Linked DNA regions of Anser cygnoides: region 2 is linked to region 1. The links are chromatin contacts, called in public Hi-C maps. All regions are on one chromosome and are shown on one strand. Each heading gives the region's core, a stretch centred on a gene start, on an enhancer-like site or on the middle of the called end of the contact. The rest is flanking DNA. Distances are from core to core; before and after follow the strand shown. Region 1 overlaps RASSF8 (Ras association domain family member 8). Region 2 holds the start of RASSF8 (Ras association domain family member 8).

What was found. Hi-C and Micro-C count contacts between places; a contact is called where the count stands out from the background.
Region 2: a contact with region 1 is called in a Hi-C map of liver, with 1.8 times the contacts expected there. The contact joins the promoter of RASSF8 here to the enhancer-like site in region 1. A contact is called at or near these places in 3 of 7 Hi-C or Micro-C datasets (granulosa cells and liver).

What each region holds. Positions count from the first base shown.
Region 1 is chr1:76,998,387-77,001,520 of Taihu_goose_T2T_genome, reverse strand. It overlaps RASSF8 (Ras association domain family member 8), which reads left to right. Exons shown (of 6, transcript XM_067000502.1): 4 at 1,152-2,041. Among named protein-coding and RNA genes, the nearest start is that of BHLHE41, 28 kb to the right of the region's middle. Within about 2 kb of position 1,415, at least 1 of the 3 cell types and tissues checked has open chromatin away from gene starts, as enhancers often do. A contact at or near this core is called in liver, where this site is marked.
Region 2 is chr1:77,074,087-77,077,418 of Taihu_goose_T2T_genome, reverse strand. RASSF8 (Ras association domain family member 8) reads left to right here and starts at 1,540. Exons shown (of 6, transcript XM_067000502.1): 1 at 1,540-1,723.

The DNA.
Region 1 (3,134 bases), core at 166-2,665:
GGTGAAACAAACAAATAAATAAATAAAATCTGACTTTGTATCTTGGCATAATAAACTTGGTTTTGAAGTACTTCATGACAATAAACTTTTAAATCTGTTTCTGAAAATGTGGGCTAAGCACAGTAGTATGTTTATCGATAGACTTTTATTTTTCCCCAGTGCTTACCTCAAGTCGTTTATTTATAAGGCATTAGGGGAGGCGGAATGCAGTTTCCATGCTGCTTGCCCTATTTTGCTGACTTCAATTAGTTAAATCTTTGCATCTTCTTTGAGCTTTCACTCCTGACTTGGAAGTGAATGTGGATGCTTTGGTCTCTTATTTGGCCAGCTAACTATTGCTGGTGTGATCCACCAGCCAAAGCAATCTGCTTTCTAGATTGTGCCTGTCAAGCCGATTTTTGTTGTTGTCTTCATCATGAACTAATTGTGAGAAAGTGAGATCAGAGGAACCATTTCCAGCAAACTACCCATTCTCCTGGGGAGCTCTTTCTAAGGCTGGTCTGATGCTAGCAGATTTTAGGGGGCTACACCACTTGGTAATTGGCACAGCAGAGCTTGCCTCCTGCAAATTTGAGGTGGGGAGTCTGTGCGAGTGTTGTGGTTGGAGGCCAGAGGCAGACTTTCAGCCTAAGACTGGGGATATTTTTGTTCCTTGGGGGAAAGTGCACTGGCTAGGCAGGTGGAGAAAGTAAAGAAAACACATCAGATGGATAATTACATTTATTCCAACTCCCCCACCTCATAGTTGCACAAATGACTGGCATTTCAAGCATTTATGTGCTGACGTAAATTACCATTTAAATGATGGTCTGTTGTGGCAATGGATATATGTACGGCATTAAAATAGCAAACGCTGTTTTTAAGGCTAATGGTAACTGCAGAAGCGTTCCAAAATCCGCTGGGATAACGCGTGCTTTAAAACCAGTCGATTTTCGGCACCTTTTTGCCCCCGACGGCGGGGCTTTCGCCCTCACGACGGAGACCCCGCGGTGTGGGTCCGTCCGTCGGTCTGTGGGGGCGCCCCGCGGGCCGTGCCGGGGAAAGGCCACCCGGAGCCGCCGACGGGGCCGTCGGCGGGCCCTGCCCGGCGCGGCGGCCCCCCCTGGCGGCGGCGCGGTCGGTGACGGCTGTCCTTGTCCTTGTCCCTTCAGGGCGCACCGGGCGCTACGCGCTGATCGAGAAGTGGCGGGACACCGAGCGGCACCTGGCGCCCCACGAGAACCCCGTGGTGTCGCTCAACAAGTGGGGGCAGTATGCCAGCGACGTGCAGCTGATCCTGCGCCGCACCGGGCCCTCCCTGAGTGAGAGGCCCACCTCGGACAGTGTGGCTCGCGTCCCTGAGAGGACTTTGTACCGGCAGAGCCTGCCACCCCTGGCCAAGCTGCGGCCCCCAAATGACAAAGCCATGAAGCGGAGGGAGCCAAAAAGGAAGTCCTTGACCTTCACTGGTGGGGCGAAGGGGCTAATGGACATCTTCGGTAAAAGTAAAGAGTCCGAGTTCAAGCAGAAGGTGCTCAACAACTGCAAGACGACAGCAGAAGAGCTGAAGAAACTGATTCACCTCCAGACAGAGAAACTGCAGTGCATTGAGAAGCAGCTGGAGTCCAACGAGGCGGAGATCCGGTACTGGGAGCAGAAGTACAACTCCAGTCTGGAGGAAGAAATCCTCAAGCTAGAGCAGAAGATCAAAAGAAATGAAGTAGAGATCGAGGAGGAAGAGTTCTGGGAAAACGAGCTGCAGATCGAGCAAGAGAATGAGAAGCAACTGAAGGAGCAGCTCCAGGAGATGAGGCAGAGGATCCTGGAATGCGAGAGCAAGCTGAAGGACTACGTGTCGCAGATCCATAATATGGAGAGTGGCCTCGAAGCAGAGAAGTTGCATCGGGAAGTTCAAGAATCCCAAGTGAATGAAGAAGAGGTCAAAGAAAAGATTGAGAAGGTGAAAGGTGAAATTGATATTCAGGGCCAGCAAAGTTTACGGTTGGAAAACGGCATCAAAGCTGTAGAAAGATCTCTGGGCCAAGCTACCAAACGGTTACAGGTAAGAACGACCTTTTTATCTATGGCTAAACAAAAGTCAAAAACCTGATTATAATGATTTTTTCTAGCATAGATTTCAAGTTGACGAAAGAACGCATAAGAAACTTTCCGTGGTGAACTTACGTAAAAGGAAGAAAAAGTTGCTCCCGTTTTCAAATTGCATTTCAGATTGCTTTGAAGAACAGTCAATTTTAATTTTACCTATCACACACAACCTCTCCTTATTTACATGCAGGCTAGGTTCCTTTCCCATCAGTTACAGCCTGAGCTTGCTGCCATTCACTGGCTGCCCGGTGACCTCTGAGAAATCATTCAGAGCGTATCTTCACCATGCAGTAGAGCGTGATAGCAAAATACCAGAGCTAATATCAGCCAAAGTAGCTGAGGGCAACACAGCCGCATCCATGGCAATGCATCTGGTCCCTTTGCCCTGCTGTGAGGGAGTGCTCATTATCTCAGTGTAGCGCTGTTACGCTGATGAGTCTGGGCTGTTCCACAGCTCAGAAAAATATCATCTCCTGCATGAACAATAGCACATTCAGTGCTAGCCAAGGGATGGTTGTACTGCTGGGTGCTGAACAGGACCATAGTGCTCTTGGCCAAACTCCTTTAAAAGCATTTGTCTTCAAACCCCTGTTGATTTAGGGTTAGATAACTTGAGAATTTAGGCCCCAGCTCTTGGCAGATCAGTGCATTATATTGTTAAGTTTCAGGGAAACTGGTGCCACCGTAGCCTTTTCTGAAGCTAAACTTCTGATTGTTGTTGGATATTTCTGCCACCAAAAATGATGAATTAAAAAGTACAGTCCAAAAGCAGCATCTGGATAGTAGATGGATGTAGAGTTAAAACAGCTGCTATCTTACAGGGACATTGTTTTAAAGAACAGCATCTCCCTTTTCCTGTCCAGCTTGCCAGTGTTAAGGATTTTCTCTCCACATCAGGTACTTGCAGCACATGTGTCACAAGAGAATCCAGTCTCTGCTTCCTTTCAAAAGCTGATGATATCACTTGGAATTTAATAGAGCATGAAAGAATAAATATAAATGGAAATACAGCTGCTAGCAGAGAGGTGAAGGAGAGATTGTAACTCTGG
Region 2 (3,332 bases), core at 291-2,790, 76 kb before region 1:
AAAAAAGGAAGTAGCATTGTGAAAGGGTACTTCTCAGGAATTAAAGGAATACTTGGCTAAACGTCTGCAGCAAATGGTCTACCTGGAAAACACAGCCCTTTTTCCTGCTTGTAAACTGTCTGCTGACACAATCTTTAACAATATGCACACCTACGAAGGTAATGGTGAAAAACGCGTAGCGCAAACAAATCTCATCCTGTAGACTACTGGAAAACTGGTCACCAACACCATTTCTAGAGGTATCCCTCTAGTGTTTTGTTTTTCTTAAGGTGTGTATGTAGCTGACCATGTAGATCACATGTTCCCTGACAGATGCCCAACTTGTGATATTCTATGATTCTATGCACAAATATTTGTAATTTCTTCCTAACCATACCTCATTTTGTGTGCTTAAAGCCTTTCACACAGACTGCTTAACACCTCCTCCTGTCTAAAAAGAGAATGAAAAGGCCTAGGTGCAGGTCACACCTAAAAGTGATGTCCCTGTCTCCAGAAAACTCTTTTTCTGGAACTTTGCCTTGCCAGGCGTGCTTATGAAAAATACGCTCAGCGGTATGGTTATGATGTGATCGCAACACAACGTCCATACCAACTAGAAATATTTGTAGAAACATCCCCAAGCCCAAATCTCGCAGATACTTCTGTGCTTGCATTTTGATCGAAGTGTGCCACGCTCAGAAGCTGTGCTTCTGAGCCATGAGGAAAGGTGTGGAACGTTGTTAACATGGTGGTAAGACGAACGGCCAAAGGAGTTCTCTTGGAGAGGCTCCTTCCCAAACCATCAGTGTCTCTTGGCCTCTGGACATGGTCCAGGGGCTGTTTTGGGAAGGCCATCAGCCCCACGAAGAGCCAGGCGTCACCACTGCAGGCAGCTGAGAGCAGACCCAGCGCAAACATTCGTAGACAGCAGTAAATGCCTGTGAATCACAGCTCTCAAGTTCTTTTTTTTTTTTCTTTTCGCCTTTGAAACAGTCATCTTCCTATTCCAAGCTGTACAATCACAAAACTGATTAAAAGTTCTTATTCAAAACTTTCAGCCAAAATAGCCTCTTGCTCAAGATTCTTTGCTGCCCTGAGTTTTTTTTTTTTGTTTGTTTTTTTTCCCCCAGGGAATTTTCCATCATCAAAAACCCAGCGCAGGAAACAACAGCAAACACTGACTGCCGGCTTTCCACATTTCAGTTAAAAACAAGCGACGAAGGCATTCTCACTCCTCCCAGAAACAATAAGGAAAAGTCAGGGAGAGGGAAAAAAAATTTAAAAAAAAGGAAGGAGAGGGAGCAACAGAACCCAGTGCCAGGTCCCAGCTGGGGGTCTCCTATCCTTCCTCCTCTTCCTCCAGGGCTCGCTTCAGGGGGGTCCAGCCGCCCCGGGGGAACCGCCGCTGACAACCCAGGGACCCGCTGCTAGTCCCCGTCCCGTCCCCGGTGCCTCGCGGCCGGCGGTGGGCGTGCGGCTGCGGCTTTAAGAGCTCCCACAATGCCGCGCTGGCGTCCCAGTTCCGTTACATGGCTCCCCCGCTGAAGGGGAGCGGGGCAGAGGCAGGAAGGAGGCGGGGGCGGCCGCGCACACCCCCACCGCAGCCGCCCTCGGCGGGGCCAGGCGGAGCCGAGCCCGCGGTCCCCCCGCCCCGTTTCCCCGCGGGGCAGAGGCGGGGCCGCGGCCGTTGGGGCCGTTGGCGCTGCCCGGAGCCGCTGCGGGACGGGCGCCCGGCGGCAGAGCGGTGAGTGCGCGGCGGGGGAGTCCTGACTGCCCGCTCCCCGGCTCCCCTCGGCTCTGTTTTCCTCTTTCCCCCTCACGCCTGCCTTGCTCTTTCCTGCCCCCGCGCTCCTCCATTCCCTTTCCCTGCCCCGGCGTTTGGTCTCCGTCTTTCCCTCCATCGAGGGTGCTGCTCGGCGCCCTTGCGAGCGGAGTTGGGCAGCTCTTCGTGCTCGGGGAAGCCTTCGCAGGACTTCTCATCCTCCTCACTCGCTGTCCCCAGCGGGGGAATTTCCCCTCTTTCCTTTTTTTTTTTTTGTTTTGTTTGTTTGCGACGTGGACTAGTTTTGGTCTCCCCACCCCCCCCACCCCCCCCCTTCCTCTCCAGACAGTGCCGGTTTGTTTCATGATTAATCTCTTTTATTCCTGTCCCAACCCCTCCTTTCCCCTTTCTCTCCCCCAGTGAGAAAAAGATTAAAAGAAAAGCTGTTTTGCTAGCAGGGAATGCATGAGATATGTATATTTATTTGTTTTTGGGGAGAGCAGTGATGAGGAAAGCTTAAGCAGCGGGACAGTCAAGAGGCACCAGCTCCACAGGGTATGGAAATGGGCTCTGGTCCTCGGTTCGTGCTGCCCGGCAGCATGGGTGTGGAGGTCTGGTCCTGGATCCGTTTTGGGCTCTTGTAGTAGCCTAGTGTGTGCCAACCCGTGTGCCTGTCGGTGGGATGGTGGTTTCATGTGCCAGAGGTGTGGGGTGCGGGTCTGTGGCTTGTGGGCTTCATTGCTGGGGAGAATACGAAGGGGGGAAGGTTATGGATTTCTGTGTCCCCTCTGGAATGACACCTGTCATGCGTTACATCCGAAAATTGCAGTTGTGTCAGAGCTTGCCCCATTAGCAGAATAGCTGGAAACTACCTACACCCGCATCAGAAAGCTCTGTGGTGTGGCTTTTGAAGTCTGGCTTGGACTTCACAAGCTTCTGTCTCATCCCCAGCATCACGCATTCAGATGAAGGATGTGCTGTGCAGAGTAAGTCAATCAGTTGCCTGATGATTTTACCAAGACACCTGTTTAAGGGCTTTGGTGCTCTCAATTAATTGTGCTGGGTAGTGTTCTGATTGTGTTGTGCTGTAAAAGTGAAGCCTGATGGTAGAGAAATAATTTATCAATAATGTGAACTCCTTAGGTCAGATTCAAAGAGTGTAGCCCTGGATTGTGTTGTTACCTCCCCTGATAGATGTCATTCCTAAAGACCATAAGGTTAAATTGCAAAGTAAGTCCAACTCTCTCCCCTTTCTCTAAGGACAGGAGGAAATACAATTTCATATTGAACTTTGTTTAATATCTAATTAGAAAATAGGCTGGATGTTGAACCAGAAGTATTACCTTTTGTGTCTTAGCAATTCATTGCATATTCAATGGTTATTTTTTTTTTGCTGTGAGGGAGTAGAAATAACTGCTTGTCATTTGTAGTGTTCAGCTGCATGCTCTTTAGGACCAACTGTAAGAGCTAAGATAAACTCTCCGTCCTTCCCACCACCACAAACCTAACAGAATTTGACTGTGGTTGTTAATTTTCATTTCTAGGAAAGAAAAAGATTAAAATCTCTGGGATCAGGGAAAATAGATGGGGA